4 separate regions of the Mus musculus genome follow, and all the other regions are linked to region 1. A link is a contact called in public HiChIP or PLAC-seq and promoter capture Hi-C data. All regions are on one chromosome and are shown on one strand. The core of a region is the stretch at or near the end of the contact, and the rest is flanking DNA. Distances in the headings are between cores, read along the strand shown. Region 1 has its middle 29 kb from the start of Gm40029. Region 2 has its middle 6.7 kb from the start of Tmem220. Region 3 overlaps Adprm (ADP-ribose/CDP-alcohol diphosphatase, manganese dependent). Region 4 holds the start of Myh3 (myosin, heavy polypeptide 3, skeletal muscle, embryonic).

Region 1 (4,776 bases), core at 1,525-4,024:
CTTTCTTTCTTCCAGACCCTCCATGCTCTCAGCACTCACTGGTGACCAAACGAGATTCTGCCCCCAGTCCTGGGCTCAGCTATCCCCTTCTTGCCTGGTGCATAGGGAAAGCACAGACCCTCAGACCCCCGTTCTCAACTCCCCATGGTCCACAATGGCATCTGTGTACACAGGAGTCTGGGGACAGCAATATTCATTACAGACCTCACTGTTTCTCCCCTGGAAAAATTCAGGCGGGGGCCCCCTATCACAGACTGTGCTCTGCCTCCCCTGAGAGGCTTGCAAATGGAGCTCAGGCACCCCAGTGGCAGACATGTAGCTCAACAGAGACTGTTGTTTATGGATGGCCCTTATTTCACAGGTAGGGGAGCACAGGACCGCAGCCACAGCCTGCTCCAACAACCCCTTTCTCATCCAAGGAGCCTCTGTCAGACCAGAGATGATGCCTTGGTCCTGCAGGGGAAGCCCCTGACTTCTAGCAAGGATGAGTAGAAAGCAAACAGCAGTTCCAAAGGTAAGTTCTCTTTAACTTTTCTCAGACCCAAGAGAAAAAGATTAGCTAGCTGTTGACTCTGCAGGGCTATACCATTGCTATCCCTCCCCACCCTGTTCAGAGCACCCAGGAGGTTGACAATGATGTGCTCCACTGTAGTTTGGCTTTGGTTGGGTCCTGACAGCAGGGAGGCAGGATTGGAGAGCAGAGGGAAAGAGGAGATTGCGTCCAATTTATCCCCAGCATTCTTTGTTACAGCCAAAGCACTCATCGCCTATCAGGTGTCCCAGTCTTCTCTTGTCTCCAAGTTCTGGTAGGTTCTTCTCACTTCCTGAGAGCACCGATACATTAATGGCAACCTGAACTTGTCAAATAAAGCCCTGCTGGGCCTGTGGTGTCCTACGTTTGGGCTACACCTTTGTATAAAGTCTCTTCCTCAAACATTCTCCCTAGTGCACTAACTTAGATGTGCTATTTGCTTCCTATGGAAAATGGCTAATGCAAGATCTTTCCTATTCTACACATGTACATTATGGGCCGATAGATTTTTTGATTGAGGTGCCTGAGCCAGGAAGAGTTCTTGCTGCTTCCCAGATATCAGTATACCACAGTCCTATGCAGGCAGGTAACAATGCATTCTGTTTCCTTACATATTTCATCCTGTCCTCAATCCTTACTAAAAACTGTCAAACCTACAAAGAGGCCATTCGTCCCATCAGAGTGATGTCAGTGGTGAGCGAGAACCAGTTTGCAGCGCCAATTATAAAATGCAAGGATTCTGTGAGCCAGCCATTGAACTCAGGCATTAGTAAAAATCTCAGGTCATAGAAACTTAGAGTTAAATGACTTGCATTAAAACAAAAGCAAGATATTCAAGGCCAACCCTTCTTAATGACCTATGACGTTTTATTGCCTCAAATCTCTTGAGATTATCTACCATCATGAAATCTGTGTGGTGGAAAAACTATCTAATGATGTGCTTTTTCATCTCCCCACTTGGTCACGTGACATCGCTTCCCTGAAATTAATTGGCCATGGTGAGAATATCACACCATGAAAGTTGGCAAACACTACAAAGTACAGGTAGAGGCTTGTAAGCCCATTAGCAGCATGTCGCTGACAGGAAACAATGAAATACAGGCAAAAGGAACCTACATTCCTGTCTGTGAGAGATGCTGGAATACGGAGAGCCAACCCCCAGCCTAACCCCCTAGCCTATGTCAGCTTAAGCAAGGTAGCTCATTGAAAACCTGTGAGAGGAGCGATTTCTTCTGTCTTCCTCGGGGCAAGGTTGGAGAGAGGACAGAAAGGACATGGAAGAAGGCTGCTGTGAAATCCCCTCTGTGCTGTTCTGCTCCAGGCCTGAGGACTGAGTCCGCTGTTTCAGAAGGTCAGCTCCAAATATCTAGGTGAAAAAGAAATTTACTAGCTCACCTAAACGAAATTCCAAGAGCAGTCAATCTTCAGGCTGCCTGCCTTCTCCAAAACATCATGTTCAGATGTAGGCATTCAGATGATTCATATTCTCTCTCTCTCTCTCTCTCTCTCTCTCAATCTCTCTCTCTCCCCTCTCCTTCCCCTCCCCTCTCTCCTTCCCTCTTTAAACCAACTGTATTTCTAAAATTTTTATTACATTTATGTGTGTGCACACGCCTATATGTGCACGTGTGTAGGCATTCATGTGCCATAGTGAACCTTTGGGAATTACGGGAACACTTCTGGCAGTCAGTTCTCTCTTCCATTATGTGGGTTCTGGGGATTAAACTCAGGTCGTCAGTCTTTTAGGCAGTGCCTCTGAGACCTGCTGAGCCACCTCCCAAGCCCTAAGTCAAGTGCACCGCCGAAAATAAATAAATAAAAGCTGCGACCAAATGGTTCCAAAATGAATGAACTTATAACTGACATTTTAAAATCCGATGGTTGCATACAGGCACTTGCAGGAAAGGGGAAAACAAAAACAACAGAACTGCTTTGCTTCAGTTGCTGCTGAACATGGTCCCACGTTCATGGGCAGGAGGTGGTTGGAGGATGCGGAGTCTGGCTGGTCAGGTCTGGGTCACAGGTCCTGGAAGTGTGAGTGTCATCAGCTCCTCCCAAGCTCCATAAACTGAGAGTGAGGAGGGTGGTTCCTAGCCTCCCACTGGGTCAGGTTCCTATTTCCAAAGAAACAGCAGGACAAAAGCAGCAGATGTTCCTTTTGTGGCTGGAGACCATGCTGAATGAATGAATCTGCGCTTCTTAAAGTTGGACCGACTCTGCCTTTCCTATGGGTCACTGGAAGGGCAAAGTGACACAGTGTCTGTAACCTCACAAATGCCAGCGGCCACTTCCCTTTCTTTCCCACTCACCCTCATTAGTCTCTTTCCCGGGGAATGACAGTGCCACTCCATAAGACTCTGACAATGTGGGACATGTCTCTCTCCTTGCTCACTGTTGAATCAGCCAGCGCTCAGGGCCAGCAGACAACTCTCATCTTTCACAGCTTGTACTAGACTCCGGCCTCTCCTAACATCTCATCATTTCTTCCTCAGCTGATGTCTCCAGTTGAGCTCAGTGCCGCTGGCTGCCGACAGCAGGAGGGAGAGACTCTTGCTCAGAGTCAGTGTCCCATAGTCAGGAACTTCCTGTCCCATGAGTCAGGAAGGACAGATGTGGGTGGGGCTAGACAAAACATCTGGACCCACAAAAAAATCAGGACATGGCTTCCATCTGAACCCAGGGCCACCCACAGCCAGCTGCTGGCTTGGGCAGGAGGATTGCTCTTTCTGGAGATATGTCAGCCAACTCATTTGATTAACAATGAATTAACTGAGGTCCTGTGTCCTGCCAGGAGCTATTCTTGGTACTGGGAAACAAACGGTTAAGTAAACAAGACCAATTAGTGCCTTCCTCTCAAAGACATAACCTGCCTCAGTTTCTTCCATCCTCACACTGCGTCCTGTAGAAACCCTTGCTCCGTTAGATTCATGCATTTCTCACCACAAAATTGCCAACTGTGTCAAGAGCCGACAGGCTTACCACCTTGTATCCAGCATAAAGGGGGCTGTGCACATACAGGAGAGACCAGATAGGATGGGTGTACATAACAGCATTGTTATAATTAAATAGCTAAAACTTAAGATGCTCGGTAACAAAGGTCTGCCTGAGTCTGATATGGTAATAAGCATAATAGTTACAGCCACAGAGTTAACTGGGTGCATATTACATCCTCAGTGCGCTTTCAAGAGCTTTCCGTGGATCATCTCATTGCTCACTATAGCCTGGCACTGGAGGCTCTTACTTTATCCTTATTTGACAGATGTGGCACAGACTGTTTAAAAGAATCTGTCAATATCAAAGTTTCTCTCTCTCTCTCTCTCTCTCTCTCTCTCTCTCTCTCTCTCTCTCTCTCTCTGTGTGTGTGTGTGTGTGTGTGTGTGTGTGTGTGTGTGTATGTTTGCGCATGCATGCCTGGGTTTGCAGCCACCATGCTGCCCTAGGATTGTGCATATTTTAAAGGGCAAACGCACAAGTGACATCAATATGACCACGTGAATGCTTATACTCACAGGTACTAAACAAAGAGTCCATGTTAATATGTACATGCTAGTCTTCATCATGTGAGAACATAGGGCTTTGTCAGGAAAGCCCACGGTGTGGAGAGTAAGATGGGGTTTCTACTGTACATGAATTTTTATTCCTTTGCAGGGTGTGAATAGCTTTTGTAAGTTAGCTGCCTGAGGGGTTCTGTCCTCAGGCCTCAGCAAATGACTCTCTAATTTGATAGAAGAACCTATTTATGACTCAATCCCTCAGCCCACTGTCAGGAGGCACGTCCACATAACCTCTGGAAACAAGGCTTTGGATCAAGGCCACCTTTGGGGGAGAACTGGCCATAGGAAGTGCTGGGGGGCTAAGAAGAGGTTAGGTGTCATTGAGACCGTCACAAAGAGCAACAAGGTCATAACAGCTATTTCATCGTGATCTTCTGCAAAGGAAGGTACCCTCTCACTGTTCGATTCTGTCCCCCAGTCCCTGAGTTCTACAGGGTGTCTAAGGGTGAATAAACACAGGGAAGCTCAGATTGGCAGTGTCAATAATGGGGAGTCTGGATGAGGTGAATCAGGATGGAACCTTCAAGAAGGTAGAGGGAACAAGAAAGCCCTGCATGGCAGATGCACAAGTTATGCAGTAGATATTACTGTCCAGCCCTGTGGTGGTTCCCTTTTTCTACCCTTTGGGGTTCCAAAGATCAGTAATATGGAAATATCCACATCCCACCCACAGCTGGAGCCACCCCAGGA
Region 2 (4,776 bases), core at 687-3,186, 360 kb before region 1:
GAAGAGCTAGTGGACAGATATAGTGATGTAGGCCTGAATTCCCAGTGCTTGAAAGATGAGGCAGAATCCCCAAGATACGGGGCAAGCTTGAGGCTAGCCTGGGCTACATAGGCAAACCCTGAACCACCAATAACTAAAACAAAATAAACAACTGAAAGAGATTAGTGGTTTTCTACCCATACGTCTCTGTGTGGTCTTACTGGTTACAGTGAATTTAAACTACTTTAGAACACTTCTTTTCTTTCTTTTTTCTTTTTTAGCTTGCTGCATTTCAGTTTGTTTGGTTTTTGTTTGTTTTTTTTTTTTCAACATTTTATTATGAAGCTGTACAAACACAAGCACTGGGCAGGGAACCACTATCGGTCCACCACCTCTAGTTTATAGGGACAAGTTACTCTGCCTCCTTTGTTACACCGCTGTCCACCCATCCTTCCACCTACCAGCATCAACCTATCATATGTTTAAGCCACTGTACAGATCACCCAAAACACTTCAGCACAGCCCCAATCCAGTATTTGCTCACGGGTTTATTTTTGGTGACACAGTTTGCAAACAGAGACATTAGCAACTCTGACGTGTACAAACGCTACAGTGTTGACGAGTACAGGCACACGGATAACAACCTCTCCCTCAAGATACAGAGCACTGTGGTCACTGGCCACACACTCTCTCCTGACCTCTCCTAGTCCATCCCCACCCATCCCAGGGGAATGGCCGACGGGATGTGCTTCACCAGAAATGGCCTTACCTGGTGACGACTTTCTCATAAATAACCTTCCTTCTCTCCTCTCTCTGAGCATGGCTGCCTATCCAGGATGCTGAGGCGTTCCTTCCCTTATGTTTCTATCAGTGATCCACTGTGTGACTGAGTCACAGAAAGACCGTTCTCCTCTTGACTGCAACAATTATTTAATAAAGAAAAGTATTATTCATTAGCAAGTTTCCTCTTAGGGGTGATGTGGGGGGTCTAAGAGACAGCTCAGATGGAACAAGCACTTGCCGCACAAAGCAGACACCCAAGGGTGCTCCTCAGAGCTCCCTATGGAAGGAGAGAACCAACCCCTGAGAAGTGTCCTATGACCTCTGACAGGCGTGCTGTGGCATTCCCAAACACGCACATGATCAGGACTGATACCTGGATTGAAAAAATAATCCTGTTAAGAATTCTTTCATCATCTAAAGCTAGCAGGAGGCCAGCAAGATGGATCAGCAGATGAAAACACTTGCCTCCAAGTCTGAGGACCCAAGTTCAATCCTAGGACCCACACGGTAGACACAGAGAACTGACACTCACAAGTTTATCCTCTGACCTCCATGTGTGCATGCACACACCCCCACATACATGCACATACAAATGCAAATAAAAATATTAATGACTAAAGCTAGCACATCCACCAACTGGGAATGAAACATCTAAAGGCTGCTTGCTGTTCAGTAGCTGCAAGTGGGGCATGAGGCAGGCCTGGGTCACTGCTGTCTGTAATAGGATGTCTGTTGGTTTGTTCCAGAATTTTGCTCTGGTCCTGGTGACATATATCTAACCTTCTGTTCTTTGTCATAAAACAAAAAGGTATTTTTTTTCTAGGTAACTGTTTTGGTGAGTGTCAAGAATCCTTTGAACTCATATACACTGTAAAAAGATCTAACGGATGGTAGGTGTTCATCTGGACGGTTCCTTAAGTCTGTGGCTCTTTCCTGTCATAGTGGCTTAGCCCCAGCTGTGTGCTAACTGTGCTGGGCCTGGGGAAGCAACTGGAAGAAAGAAAGAAAACAGATGCAGATATTCTCCTCATGGGGCTTGTAGTCTGGTGAGTCACACAGACACCAAGCAACTCATTGTTTAATTGCCAGTGTGACCATACTACCAGAGCTAAAGGCAGCTGCGGAGGGTGTGGCAGGGTTGCCCCAGGAGACCGAGTGCAAACAGGAGGGAGAGTAAAATAGGCGAAGGAGAAGGAGCGGGTGGAACCCAGATCTGCAGGAGCGAGATTTGCATAATAGAAGGCTGTGTAACCAAAGGGTTACAGGGGACATAACTGATATGAAGATGTGGGGAAGGAAGCCCTACGGGGAGGAAGTTCAGACTGCTGGACCCAGCTTTGTCGGATTTTACTGACTGTTCAAACTATTGGTCTTTGACCCTGGAGTTCCTATTTGAAGATTAGGTGAGGTTGTCTGGTCTGTACAATCTTTAAGTTTCTGGTGCTCCGGAGAGCAGTGCCCTGCATCAATCTGAAGAAGGGGGCGGGGAGGTGGGAGGGCGAGGCAGGAGTGGAGGAGGGGCATAGCACAGGATGGAGACAGGGAAGGAGGGAGGGATGGTTTTAGGTAGAAGTTTGAGAGTTGTGTCTTGCAGAGGTCACCAGTTGCAAAGTGAGTGGGAGCAAGCTCAGAACCTAGATCTTGGCTTGGCTACCCTCACAGGTACAGCACTGCGAGGGGTGGGCAGTTTAAACAACAGGTTAGTGCCGTGCTGTGAGTTCACAATGCCATCAGGGTTGCTTCTTTCCTGGCCTCCTGCTCACAGCTCCTCCCGTGGCTTCCCCTGGGCTCTCCCAGAAGGGGAGAAGGATGTTTAGAGATGTATATTGAATCCTCTTCCTATAAGAACACCAGTCCTTGAAGGAGATGAAGGGGTTTGCAACCCCATAGGAAGAACAACAATATCCACTAACCAGACCGCCCCCCCCCCCCTCAGAGCTCCCAGGGACTAAATCACCAACCAAAGAATTCACATGAAGGGGACCCATGGCTCCAGCTGCAGAGGATGGCATTGTCTGGCATCAGTGGATGGAGAGGCCCTTGGTACTGTGAATGGTTTGATGCCCCAGTGTAAGGGAATGCCAGAGTGGTAAGGTGGGAATAGGTGGATGGGTGGGCAAGCACCCTCACAGAAGCAGGGGGAGGGGAAGGGGAGGGGGTTTCCTGAGGGGAACTGGGAAAGGGGATAGCATTTGAAATATAAATACATAAAATATCCAATAATAAAAAAATAAAGAATGCCAGTCCTATCAGGTGAGGATCCCACCCTAGTGACGTCACTTAACTATCTCCATAAAAGCCCTTTCTCCATATAGTCAGCATAAGGACAAGGAGGGTAGCTCAGCTCAGTCCACAATAAGACAGATGCTGGGGAAACCAGCCAGGAGGCCTGGGAGAGCGCAGGGGCAGCCTCCTTTTCAAGGAGTAGCAGTAAGAAGGGACGATGCTGTGCAGAAAGGTCTGTGAGAGTCACAGGTTGCTTCCCAGGGAAGGGACAGGAGGGAAGACATTGATAAGTTTCTACAGTTAACCTGCTGAACGATAGCACCCCAAAGACACGTCTACACCCCAACCCTAGAAGTCTGTGCACATGACCTTACATAGAAAAAAAATTTCATTGAAAAATGCAATCAGGGGCTGGCAAGATGGCTCAGTGGTTAAGAGCACTGACTGCTCTTCTGAAGGTCCTGAGTTCAAATCCCAGCAACCACATGGTGGCTCACAACCATCCGTAACGAAATCTGATGCCCTCTTCTGGAGTATCTGAGGACAGCTACAGTGCACTTACATATAATAAATAAATAAATCTTTTAAAAGAAAGAAAGAAAGAAAGAAAGAAAGAAAGAAAGAAAGAAAGAAAGAAAGAAAGAAAGAGAGAAAGAAAGAAAGAAAGAAAGATGCAATCAACTCGAGAATCAGAAACTTTGGATCAATCTAAACCTGTGAGACAGAAAGGAGAAGACAGCAAGATGCCCCAGTGAGTAAAGGTGTGGGCTGTCAAGCCTGACGGGATCCAAGTTTAATCCCTAAGGCTTGCAGGGTGGAAGGATAGAGCTGACTCTGGCAAGCTGCCCTCTGACTTCCACGTGTACATGTTAGCTCTCGAGCGTGCACACACACACACACACACACACACACACACACACACACACCACACAACTTTAAAAAATTAAGACAGAGAAGATATTGAATGAAAATGGACCCAGCGATGAAGCCAAAATAGCCACTCTGTGGGTGAAAGTGAAACGGTTTTTACCAAACTGCCAAGGCTGTCTCCTGGGAAAACAAGGAGAAGAGACTGGAAAAGATTTCCAGGGTTAAACCAAAAAGGGAGAAAGGGGTCTTGTGAGCAGGGACTGGGGAAACCTGGAGGCCTAGTTAATAGTCACCACAGTCATGTTAGTGGAAGAGCCACAAGTTCCTCTAGCCAGAGATAAGGAGAATGACTCCTTGGTTAGCAAGCAGAAAACTTCTTTAAGCCCCTGAGGAAATGGGGACTTTTTTCTAAATGCTTGACTTTAGGAAAAGGACTTTCCTGGGGGGCTGGGGGAAACCAGACAGGTACCTACACAGATAAGTCAAGACAGTCCACAGGAGAGATTTGTCCAGAAGGAGCCCCCCAAAAGCTAGAAAAAACAAGGCAGGTGGTTCCCCTAAGCCTTTTCAGGGGAGTGTGGTCCTGCTGACAGGACTTCCAGACTCTAGAACTATGAGATAATCGATTCTCTGTTTTGGTAAAGAGACTATCATTCCTCTGCTTTCAGGATAATTTGCTAAGTCACCCTTACACAACCAACAAAAAGAGTTAACTGTACGTGATTGTGTCGTCCAGGGAAGAGAGAGAGTCCCACCCGAGAAACTAATGTCTCCTAGTTTAGATTTACAAATGCAGACTTTGAGACGCTGTTAAGACGTCAAAAGCTACCTTGGGATTGCATAAAGACTCTACAACCTACGCTATTACCATTATCGTTTGCTGGGGGTGGGGAGGGGGGTCGTGCCTCATTTACTCCA
Region 3 (4,776 bases), core at 957-3,456, 340 kb before region 1:
GGGGAGACCACCAGCTCAGCCCCCTTCCCCCACTTTGCTTGCAGGCTCTAACGTGTGGGCAGGTGGCTCTAGTGTGTATTCCATGTCACCATGTGCTCCTGTACCACAGTGCAGCCTGGCCAAGGGACTACAAACCGAACGCCTCCAAACCATAAGCCGAGACAGACCTTTCCCCCATGTAAGTTGATTATTTTAGGTAGTTAGTGACCAATGATGGAAAGCTAACAAATATATTTATTCTTATCTGCCCTACCCACCCACTGCTATGGTTCTCTCCATTAAAGAAAAAAGAATTACTAAGTGCTCAGTCCAGAATGTCTGCTAAATGTCTGAAGTCTGAATTACTTGTAATATGTTTATGAGACTTCAAGGTGCAAGAATCCTGACCCTGAACAATGACAATAAACTTTTACCTTAATCATCCATCTTCCTGCTGAATAAAAGGTAGCTGAAGAATTTAAAGACAAAGTATTAGATTCTCAGCTCAAAGCAATAATTCACCTTGGGGACTATTCAACTCCACATTTGGGTTGTGCTCCCTCAGCATCTTCATACACTGCTCATATTTTGGAGAAGATGGGTCTATGCCCAAGACACTCAGGTCATAAGAATCGAGTAAAATGAACCGGAACTTAGGGAATGGTACAAAGTGATAAGCGTAATAGTTCTCTGATGGCGTGGTCTCAGGATGCTGTGCAATCTGGTCTTCTAGAAACTTGCTGTTCAGTTTAGAGCTTGCTAAGTAGTCTCTGCTGAAGTTATAGAACTCATGGTTCCCCCACGTGTGGTGAACTGGAACTTTAAGCATCTGAAATGTGTTCATGACAAGTTCTAGAGACTTTTCTGATACTTTATACTGTGCATTGTAGCCATCGATGATGTCTCCAAGCTGCAGGACACAACAGGGCATGCTGCTTTCTTTATTCCAGTCTTCGATGGCACCCTGTAAGTGAATAAGACTGTGTCGGTAGTACCTCCGCCGGCTTCTTTGATAATTGTATCCATCTTCTAAATCTGCGTATTGAATATCTGCTATAACTCCGAAGGAAAACAGTGGCTCTGAAGCATCAGCCGGGGAACTGGGCACCAGCTTATCAGCCATAACCTCCAAGCAGACTTCTAAATAAGCTAAGGAGAGGGAAAAGAGACCCACGTTAAAATACTACAGCCTTCCAGTGGACAGAAGAAAATGACAAAAAGGTTAATCCACTAGACAGCAAGACAGACAGACAAGTGTGAAGGCACTGAGGTCTTAGCTCTGAAATGTTTCAGTTCTCATCCGTAAAGATGATAACCTCTCTCACTCAGAAGACTAACCATTTACAAGAGGGCACTACCAAACTGAACATCAGGAATTCCAACCACAATGGCCAAATTCAAATCTGGAAACATTTCTTACTTTGCACCCATTTTAAACATTGGGGATTTGTCAGTTGCTATGTATACAAATGCTAAATTCAAGAGCTGGCTGCCACCCAGACAAGTGCATCCTCACATACACCAGCCCTTGCTGTGTAAACCTTGCTCCCCGCTTTAAAGCTATTGGTTAATAAAAGGCTTGAGCCTGAGACTGGGTAGTAGAGAGAGAAATGTGGGACCTGAGAATTGAGTGAGGGGTCTCAGGAGAGACCATGGGGGCTGGGGGGAGTAGGAAGGAGAGAACTGATGGAGGAAGGAGGTCACCATGAGGCCAAAAGCAGCTTGTCCTGAGGACACACATGGAACAGAGCCAGCCCAGTGAGACTGAACGGTAAGTAGCACGGGGCCTATGGTTTGGATAAAGGTGAGAATACTCAGAGCCTGCCCAGTCTAGGCTTACAGCTGGGAAATAAAATAACAGGTTTTTATGTCTTCTACACGGGCTAGCTTGAAACAAGTATTTCATTTACATAAAACCGCACCCATCCCACAGCACCGTCACACTCACTCAGCCACCTACTTCCCACAGCAGAGCCCACTCTGGGATGCTCCGGCAGGCCAAGGCTTTTTTCTTTGCTGATGAGCAGCCTGCAGAAAGAAGTCTTTCCCTTTAGTATCTGAGGGAAGACAGCAATGATCTGAAAAGAAGGTAGTTTAATGACAAAAGTCCCCAGAGGCTTGGGAGTTTGGTGTCCCGCCCCAGTCGGTGGCATTTATGGGTAGGTGCAGCCTTGTTGGATTAAGTGAGCCACTGAGGGCAGGCTTTCATTGTTTAAAGCCCCGCCCCCGAGCTACTTCCAGTCCACCCTCTGCTTCATCCTGCCGTTGACCACGCCCTCCCTCGGCTCCCTGTGGTGCCATCATGCCTGCCTGATACAGCAGACTCACAGAGCGGGGGTGGGGGGCTACTGTTGGAGACAGGGTCTCTCTATGTAGCCCTGGCTATCCTAGTACTCCCAGTGTAGATCAGGTTAGCCTAGAACTCACAGAGATCCACCTGCCTCTGCTTCCCAAAAGTATGTGTTACCTCACCTGGATATAAAAGATTCTTATCCCTCTGAACTCTACGGCAAAATAAACTCTACCTTCAGTTACTTTTGGTCATTGTTTTTTTAAATCACAATAGAAACGTAACTAATATAAAGAAGAATAATTCAAAAATTCAAAAAAGCCCAGTATATGGGCTGAAGAGATGCCCAGAGGTCGAAAGAGCTTCCTCTAGGGTGCCTGAATTCCCAGTACCCAGGTCAGAAAGCTCACAACCACCTGTAATTGCATCTACAAACACAGGGACCTGATATCCCCTTTGTGCTTCCTAGGGCTCTCAAACAGATGGGTGTGTACTCACACAGAAATATATAAATGAAAACTACAAATGCTATGACATCACTGCACCCACTGTCCTTTCTATGAGCAGGTGAATTCTAATTTGAACCGGTTCTCCTAATCTTAGAACCAGGCCCCAGATTCTGAGCCAGAACAGAAAACACAATCTTTTCATCCCACACGTAATCTCCACTTAAACTCTAGAAAGTATCTCATTAGGTTATTTATAAACAGAATTTGTAATGCTAAAAGAACCAAGAATACTAAGGATTATGACAAACATAAAAGGCCAAGGTGCTAAATTACAAACTATTCTTATTATGAAAAAAAAAAAAAAACAAACCAAACCAACCAAACAACCAAACAACCAAAAACAAAAAACAAAAAAACCTCTGTAGTTCTATCTGAATTGACCAAAATCTAGCTGTTGCTAAAAATTCCTGACTTTCTAAAATCCTTCCGACTCCTGGTCACTAACCACCTGCTCTGCCTAACCAAGTTCCTACTTTAAATCTCTAAAGAAACATGAAATCGCAGTCTAAGCTTCTAAGCTACTCCTAACAGAAAGGCTCCAACTCCATATTCCGCACAGGGGCCAGGCTCCAGCTAGACATGAGAATGGGGGCTCTCCTCACTCTGACACTGCTGTCACTGGATGGGTCACTGGGTACAGGTTGCTGCCTGCCAAACCTGATGAACCGAGTTCAATTTCTAAGACCCACATGGTGGGAACAGTAAACTCCAGCCCTCAAACGGTCCTCTGATCTCCACATATGCACTGTGTCACACATGTATCCTGTACATAATTATTTTCCTTAACGTTTTTAAAAAGTGTTTAAATTTGTTCTCTTCTTCCAGTCTCCACTTGAAAACCCTACCAGACACTGTGTCTAAATATTTGTGATGGGACAGTATTTTCCTAACCTTCCTGTGAGCAAAAGACACTCTTACTGGTGAGGTGGAAAACTCAAGATAAAATTACAAGAAAAACAAACTTCATCAAAGTCAGCTGAAAATACTTGATCTAATTAGTTTCCGATACTTGAGATTTCAAGTGCAGACGAATGGGATTAAAGCGAAGGCCAGACAGCAAGGTCTCCAGCGACCCAAAGCTCAAGACAAAACTGTCCCGAGAATGCCCTCCAGGCTGTGGCACATGAGCCTGCTTAGATATTAAACTCAGAACCCTTAGGTGATCTCTTAGAGAAGGTTCAGTCCCAGTGATCTTCTCTTCTCTTCTCTTCTCTTCTCTTCTCTTCTCTTCTCTTCTCTTCTCTTCTCTTCAGAAAGCAGTTGTTACCTCTGCTCTCTAACAGTCATTTCCCCTTGATTGTGTAGCCACACCCCACTTTCTTTCAGGCCAATTTCCCTTCTGAGTTCATGGTTTGTGACTGATCACCTAGGGTTAGGTACACAGCCCAAGCTGGGTCAACAAACTTCAGCTTAGCAACATCGGCCAGGAGCCTGCGCACGGCTGTGGAAGCTAGTCCTGAAAGCTACAGGGGAAGTGACTACGGCAACACTGTCCTGTCCCGACTCCATTTTCTCTGCTTAGGCATTCCTCAGCCCAGACCCCCTCAACAGGCACAGCTATATTGGCAACAGATTTTCCACGACCCTGACCATGGTCCAAATGTATTAACCAAAATAATTAATGTTTGTACAAAGTAAAGATAAACTTAAATAACCAATAAAGCTATAAATCAAAATAAGTTGTCATGCTGTGATGTGGCTGGAACAACTATGCTTTGCTGAAACACATGTTGCCAGGTTACCCTGACCCTCATCCAAGATTGATGTAACTGGAGTCTGTGTGGTCTTTTACCTTTAAAAATGCTGCACTCCCGAGCTTTTGTTTAAGAGTTTTCCTGAGGCGCTAGCCCACTCTTGGTCACGGCCAAAAGTTAAAGACTCTAATTTGGCCTAATATGCATGGTGGGCTATAACTTTTTCATCAATCCTATGACACAACCCGAGTTTCTAGGGGGAAATTAGCAGAGATGAATCTAACGTAGAAGGAAGCAAATGTGA
Region 4 (4,776 bases), core at 1,066-3,565, 300 kb before region 1:
GTTTAGGGAGAAGGTAACTAGTGCAGATCTGAATCCCAGCCCCACATTCTTTCTGTAGCGAGCCAAGCCCACCTCTACTTTGGGCACATCTTCCCCTTTCTTCAGATGAATTCCAAAAGGACCAGCCTCTAGGTTCCTTACACAAACTCTTTACACTGCTTTTCTGGTCATAGTTATTGCTGCCATCCATGTTCCTCAGAACTTCTGAAGAGCTGTCCTCTGTCTCCAACGCTGCTCTCTTCTCAGTCCCTGGAACCTTCCTCTTTCCCCCACCTTCAAATCCTTACATGTAAAGAAAAGTACTTAGCAAGTGACTTCTTGGATCCCTCAATGGGGTGCTTTTGACTCCACCGTGCTTTCTGCTAGGCTTGGATCTACTTGAATCTATTTGATAGCAACAGAGGAGTCTGATGGCGAGAAGAAAGGATAGCTGACTTTAGAAGGTTAGTAGGTACAAGGAACCTGTGCAGAGTCTTTCTCTTCTGAGTCCTGGGCATGTGAATGGCTCCTGTTACACAGTCCAGGGATGGCTATGTAGGACAAGCGCTTCCCAACAAGAACTGCTGATGAAGAAGAAGCTGGAGGCACCCATCTCTCCACCTGTGTATGCTTAATGTCAAAGACACAGCCACAGCCTCTGGCATTGTCCTGGGGGTGGGGGGTGGGGTCTGTCGACATCTGTTCCCTTGGTGATGCCTAGATGACCCATGTCTCTTTTGCCCACGCATGTCTTCACGGGATCTGAACAGAAGAGACTATGGAAGCTTGAGACAATGTGCCACTGGGCAAGAAACTCAGAGCCAGGAGATTATACTCTTCCAGGTGATGGGTGGACACTTCAGGACGAATGGTGCTAGAAGGAAGAGGGACATTTCAGTCCAAACTAGAGCAAGAGGAGCAATGAGAAGATGTGACTTCACTGTGGCCTGATGTCTAGCTAACCACAGGCATCAGAGAGCCTCAGCGTGGCCTCTCTGCTATGAAATTGCCTAAATCTTGGAAGGGAATGTGTGAAGGCTGTATGACTCATTGCCCACAAAATGGTTTATGTTGGGGAAAGACTATCTTCCGATTCCACTCTGCCTTTTTGAAGAGTCCTCAATAGGAAAGAACATACAGAGGATGTTTAATAATGGTCCCTATGGCCGGGCGGTGGTGGTGCATGCCTTTAATCCCAGTACTTGGGAGGCAGAGGCAGGCAGATTTCTGAGTTCGAGGTCAGCCTGGTCTACAAAGTGAGTTCCAGGACAGCCAGGGATACACAGAGAAACCCTGTCTCGAAAAAAATAATGGTCCCTATGAAGACTTTGGTCCTGCTTTCTCCCTTCTTCCCTTACCAGTGTATGGGTAGGCTGTAAGAGGACAGTCCATATTCTCAAATGGGATGTATTGGCATGAAGTTCTCTATTAAATGAACAACCATGACCCCATACAACTCAGACCCTCACCACAAAGACTGGACCAGGAAAGAGAGGAATGGAAATGGACAAAAATGTCAACTGTACCTTAATTCTCTTGTTAAGGTTTAATTTTCCAGTCCTGATTTAGAAATGACAGCATCTGTTAGGCGATACCCATCCCCCCTTTCTCTTCAGGCCACTACCGTTCCCCTCGCCCCCTATCTAGGCTGGCAGCTGGCCTTTCCTAATTGGTAATATGTCTTGATAACCACAGGCCCCTAAGCAGCTGTCACTGTGAACATGGGCTGGTGGCATAGCTCCCTGTCATTTACTTGCTTGTTGGTCCTGCTAGTGCTTAAGAAAGGATTAAGTAAATAATTATAGTAATGAGACAGAAAGTAATGAGGGGAAGGAGAGAGATGGAGAAGGAGAAAAAAAAAACTATAATCCAACTGCACAAGTTTTACAGAGTTTGGCTCATAACCGTGAGGGGACTTCAACAAGTTCAATTCTACTTTATCTTCGATGAGCTTTCTAAGCAAATAGCACAACTGTGTGTCCCCTGTTCCCAAGTGGTAGTGGCTTCAGCTGATTTCAGGGTGGGATGGCCTGCAGGATGGAGCCAGGTAGGGGCTCCTAAAGCAAAGGAGATCCCATTGTGCTAGGTGGAGAAGCTACAGCCCTGAGTTCACAGAGCAAGGCATCTCAAATTCCCAGCTTTCTACAGTTGGAAAAAATGGTTTCGGACCCTGCTCATTTCTATATATACTTTTCCCTTGGCAACGGCGAAAAATACGTGTGGAGGGGGCCAGTTCTCAGCCTGTGGTGTCAGTCATTCTCTTTCCAAATATAGAGGAAGAATGAGCCCAGGGGGTTAGTGGTGGCCTATAAAAGCCCAGGGGGCAGCTCTCCTCTATGCTTCTCTCTGTCACAGTCAGAGGTAAGTCTTACACTTTCCTAGTATCTCTGTGGCATTTACTGCTTCTAGACCTGATTCGGCCACTGCCCTGGACTGTGGCCCTCCCTGGCTTTGTTATAGCAGGCAAGCCTCTTTTCTCTTCTCAAGGCGTTCTCAAGGAATACAGTAGAGTGAGATGCGAGACCCAAGAGCCCAGCATCCCACTGCCTCTAGCAGATCATCGAAGCTGGGGTCCTGCCCACCCTTTCTTTTCTCTGCTTGGGAAGGATCCTGTTGGACAGGCATGGGCCTGTCCACCATGGCTCCATGTTCTCCTGTTGCCTCTCTGATCCACAGAATGAACAGGGGACTCTGTGTTTCCTACCTGGACGCTATACCTGCTGGGTGTTTAGTGGCCTCAAGACTACATGTTTGCTTAACAGGTTTAAATTAGCCAATCTCAGCATCGTCTCCATTTTCAGATAACCAGGAGGCCTGTCCCCACCCGCTAACAGAAGCTTTTATTGGCAGGGACTCAGTCCATTTAGAATCCCTGCCCTGTTCACAATGAAGGATCTTGCAGTCTGAAGAAATTGTCAGAGTGGGCTGGAGGAGCCAACCTGCCAGGCAGTTGGTAGTTATGCCTAGCTGTAGACTATGATCTGTCTGCAGTCCTAGGGCTTGCCTCAGAGCTAAGGATCTTTCTGACTGTCTAGTCCTTTGTGTGTCTTAGTTGAGCCTCACCAAGGTCTGGTTCGTCACAGAAGCAGACATCACGGTGGCCACTAAACTCTGTGTGCATGCTCTTGCAGGTCCCATACGTCCACAACTGCTGCTGCTCTCTGCTGTCCTGCAGGTGTGACTCAGGTGAGCATTGGGGCCACATCCCAGAGCTTCAGGAAGTCTTCAGGTAAACCCAGATCACCCATTGCCCCCTCATGCCTGTGCCCCCGAGGAGTTACAGAGCTTAACGGAGAAGTGCAGGCTTCATCCTCAGGGGTGCGGCTAGAGGTTCCCATCTATTCTCTATGGTGGTTTGTTGTTCCTTTGTTTTTTGAGACAGGATCTCACTGTGTAGCCCCAGATGGCATTGAACTCTCTAGGTAGACCAGGCTGGCTTCAGACTCACAGAGATCCACCTGTCGCAGCCTCCGAAGTTCTGGGACTAAAGGCATAGACCACCATGCCTGGCCTTCAGTCTATTCTTAGCATGGGAGGCAGAAACCATGTCGATTCAAAACAGTTCAAAGCTGTCTCTGCCATTTTCTGCTTAGTATTCTCTCTTTAAGGAATTCTTTTACCTTTTTTTTTTCATGGAATGCCTTTACTTCTTTTTTTTTTTTCATGGTATTTAATTTTGAATGTTCTGTTTGCTCTACCCGTGCTTCTCAGAAAAGGAAGACATAGTGTCAAAAGTGGCATTTCAAAGGCCCCTTCACCAGGCTGAAAGAATGGAGATGCTTGGAGTAAATAGATTCTGTCTAAGCCCGTGGCATTCATTAGCAACTCAACAAATATGAGCGGATTATATTCCCAGTGCTGAACCCTTGTGTGAAGCGCCACTGGGCATGGAGCAGGCCAGACCTCCTTGACCCCGTCTGAGAGGCTTCCATTCATTGCAGGGTGGCAGGTTGATACTAGGATGGGCAGGAGGCTGCCAGCTGCCAGCCCAGGGAGCAGCTGGGCTGACCCGTGGTTTGTTTTGCAGCCGACACCATGAGTAGCGACACCGAGATGGAAGTGTTTGGCATAGCTGCACCTTTCCTCCGCAAGTCGGAAAAGGAGAGGATCGAAGCTCAGAACCAGCCCTTTGATGCCAAAACCTACTGCTTTGTGGTTGACTCAAAGGAAGAATATGTCAAGGGGAAAATTAAGAGTAGCCAGGATGGGAAAGTCACTGTGGAGACAGAAGACAGCAGGGTAAGGCACTTGCTCTTTCTCTTTCTCAGCACTGACCCAAGCTCCTCACTCACAGGGCTTTGCATAAGCATATACCCCTCCTCCACTCATTTCAGGAGCCAGAGCCTGGGTCTGGAATTCAGCATCTGAAACAATGCAGGCATCCCAGACGCTAGGAGAAAGCAAAATGCCCTAGCCTCTGTCGAAGGATGAGAGATGGGCCCCCTAGTGGCTGGCTAAAGCATTTAATTTTGGGTGTCTTTTATCACTGTATTGTTCTGGGCCAGAGAACCAGCCTCACTGTCTCAAGGGTTGGGTGCTTTTAGAACGCCCACCCTTTGTAGGTTTGCCTAACTCTGTCAGTGGTCATCTAAGCAAGGAAGAAAGGGTGATGTATAAGGGATCCTAAAAGGCAACAAGGTCAAAGAACCAGGCTCTCTGTATCTGGCGTGGGATGGGCAACTTAGTTCGCTATCTTCTGTGGGAGGAAGGGACGAATTTGGGGTTTTAGAAAATCCCAAATCTGGAAATGTTACAAGGAAGAAAACAAAAGACCTGTGGGTATGGCTCAGTGATAGA

What was found. Promoter capture Hi-C pulls out the DNA fragments that hold promoters and counts their contacts. HiChIP or PLAC-seq counts read pairs in DNA pulled down with a chosen protein or histone mark.
Region 2: an H3K27ac HiChIP or PLAC-seq map of embryonic stem cells shows a contact between it and region 1, with 3 times the contacts expected there. The contact joins two enhancer-like sites. A contact is called at or near these places in 17 of 484 Hi-C or Micro-C datasets (the HL-1 cell line, embryonic stem cells, gonadal supporting cells and 4 more) and 7 of 115 datasets of contacts at active chromatin or transcription factors (all in embryonic stem cells).
Region 3: a contact with region 1 is called in an H3K4me3 HiChIP or PLAC-seq map of embryonic stem cells, with 3 times the contacts expected there. The contact joins two enhancer-like sites. A contact is called at or near these places in 2 of 39 promoter capture datasets (hippocampal neurons and second pharyngeal arch cranial neural crest), 3 of 484 Hi-C or Micro-C datasets (all in embryonic stem cells), 4 of 115 datasets of contacts at active chromatin or transcription factors (embryonic basal ganglia, embryonic stem cells and stem cell-derived neural progenitor cells) and 3 of 9 other capture datasets (adipose tissue, embryonic stem cells and pancreatic islet).
Region 4: a promoter capture Hi-C map of embryonic stem cells shows a contact between it and region 1, with 2.9 times the contacts expected there. The contact joins the promoter of Myh3 here to the enhancer-like site in region 1. A contact is called at or near these places in 5 of 39 promoter capture datasets (the 3T3-L1 cell line, embryonic stem cells, stem cell-derived epiblast-like cells and 1 more) and 1 of 115 datasets of contacts at active chromatin or transcription factors (the HL-1 cell line).

What each region holds. Positions count from the first base shown.
Region 1 is chr11:67,377,212-67,381,987 of GRCm38.p6, forward strand. No RefSeq gene overlaps it. Among named protein-coding and RNA genes, the nearest start is that of Gm40029, 29 kb to the left of the region's middle. Within about 2 kb of position 2,775, at least 55 of the 459 cell types and tissues checked have an H3K27ac peak or open chromatin away from gene starts, as enhancers often do. A contact at or near this core is called in the HL-1 cell line, embryonic stem cells and trophoblast stem cells, where this site is marked.
Region 2 is chr11:67,016,100-67,020,875 of GRCm38.p6, forward strand. No RefSeq gene overlaps it. Among named protein-coding and RNA genes, the nearest start is that of Tmem220, 6.7 kb to the right of the region's middle. Within about 2 kb of position 1,937, at least 76 of the 459 cell types and tissues checked have an H3K27ac peak or open chromatin away from gene starts, as enhancers often do. A contact at or near this core is called in embryonic stem cells, where this site is marked.
Region 3 is chr11:67,040,980-67,045,755 of GRCm38.p6, forward strand. Adprm (ADP-ribose/CDP-alcohol diphosphatase, manganese dependent) reads right to left here. Exons shown (of 5, transcript NM_025510.3): 3 at 502-1,128. The coding sequence starts at 1,102. Among named protein-coding and RNA genes, the nearest start is that of Adprm, 9.2 kb to the right of the region's middle. Within about 2 kb of position 2,207, at least 31 of the 459 cell types and tissues checked have an H3K27ac peak or open chromatin away from gene starts, as enhancers often do. A contact at or near this core is called in embryonic stem cells, where this site is marked.
Region 4 is chr11:67,075,985-67,080,760 of GRCm38.p6, forward strand. Myh3 (myosin, heavy polypeptide 3, skeletal muscle, embryonic) reads left to right here and starts at 2,316. Exons shown (of 41, transcript NM_001099635.1): 1 at 2,316-2,340; 2 at 3,155-3,165; 3 at 4,007-4,218. The coding sequence starts at 4,015.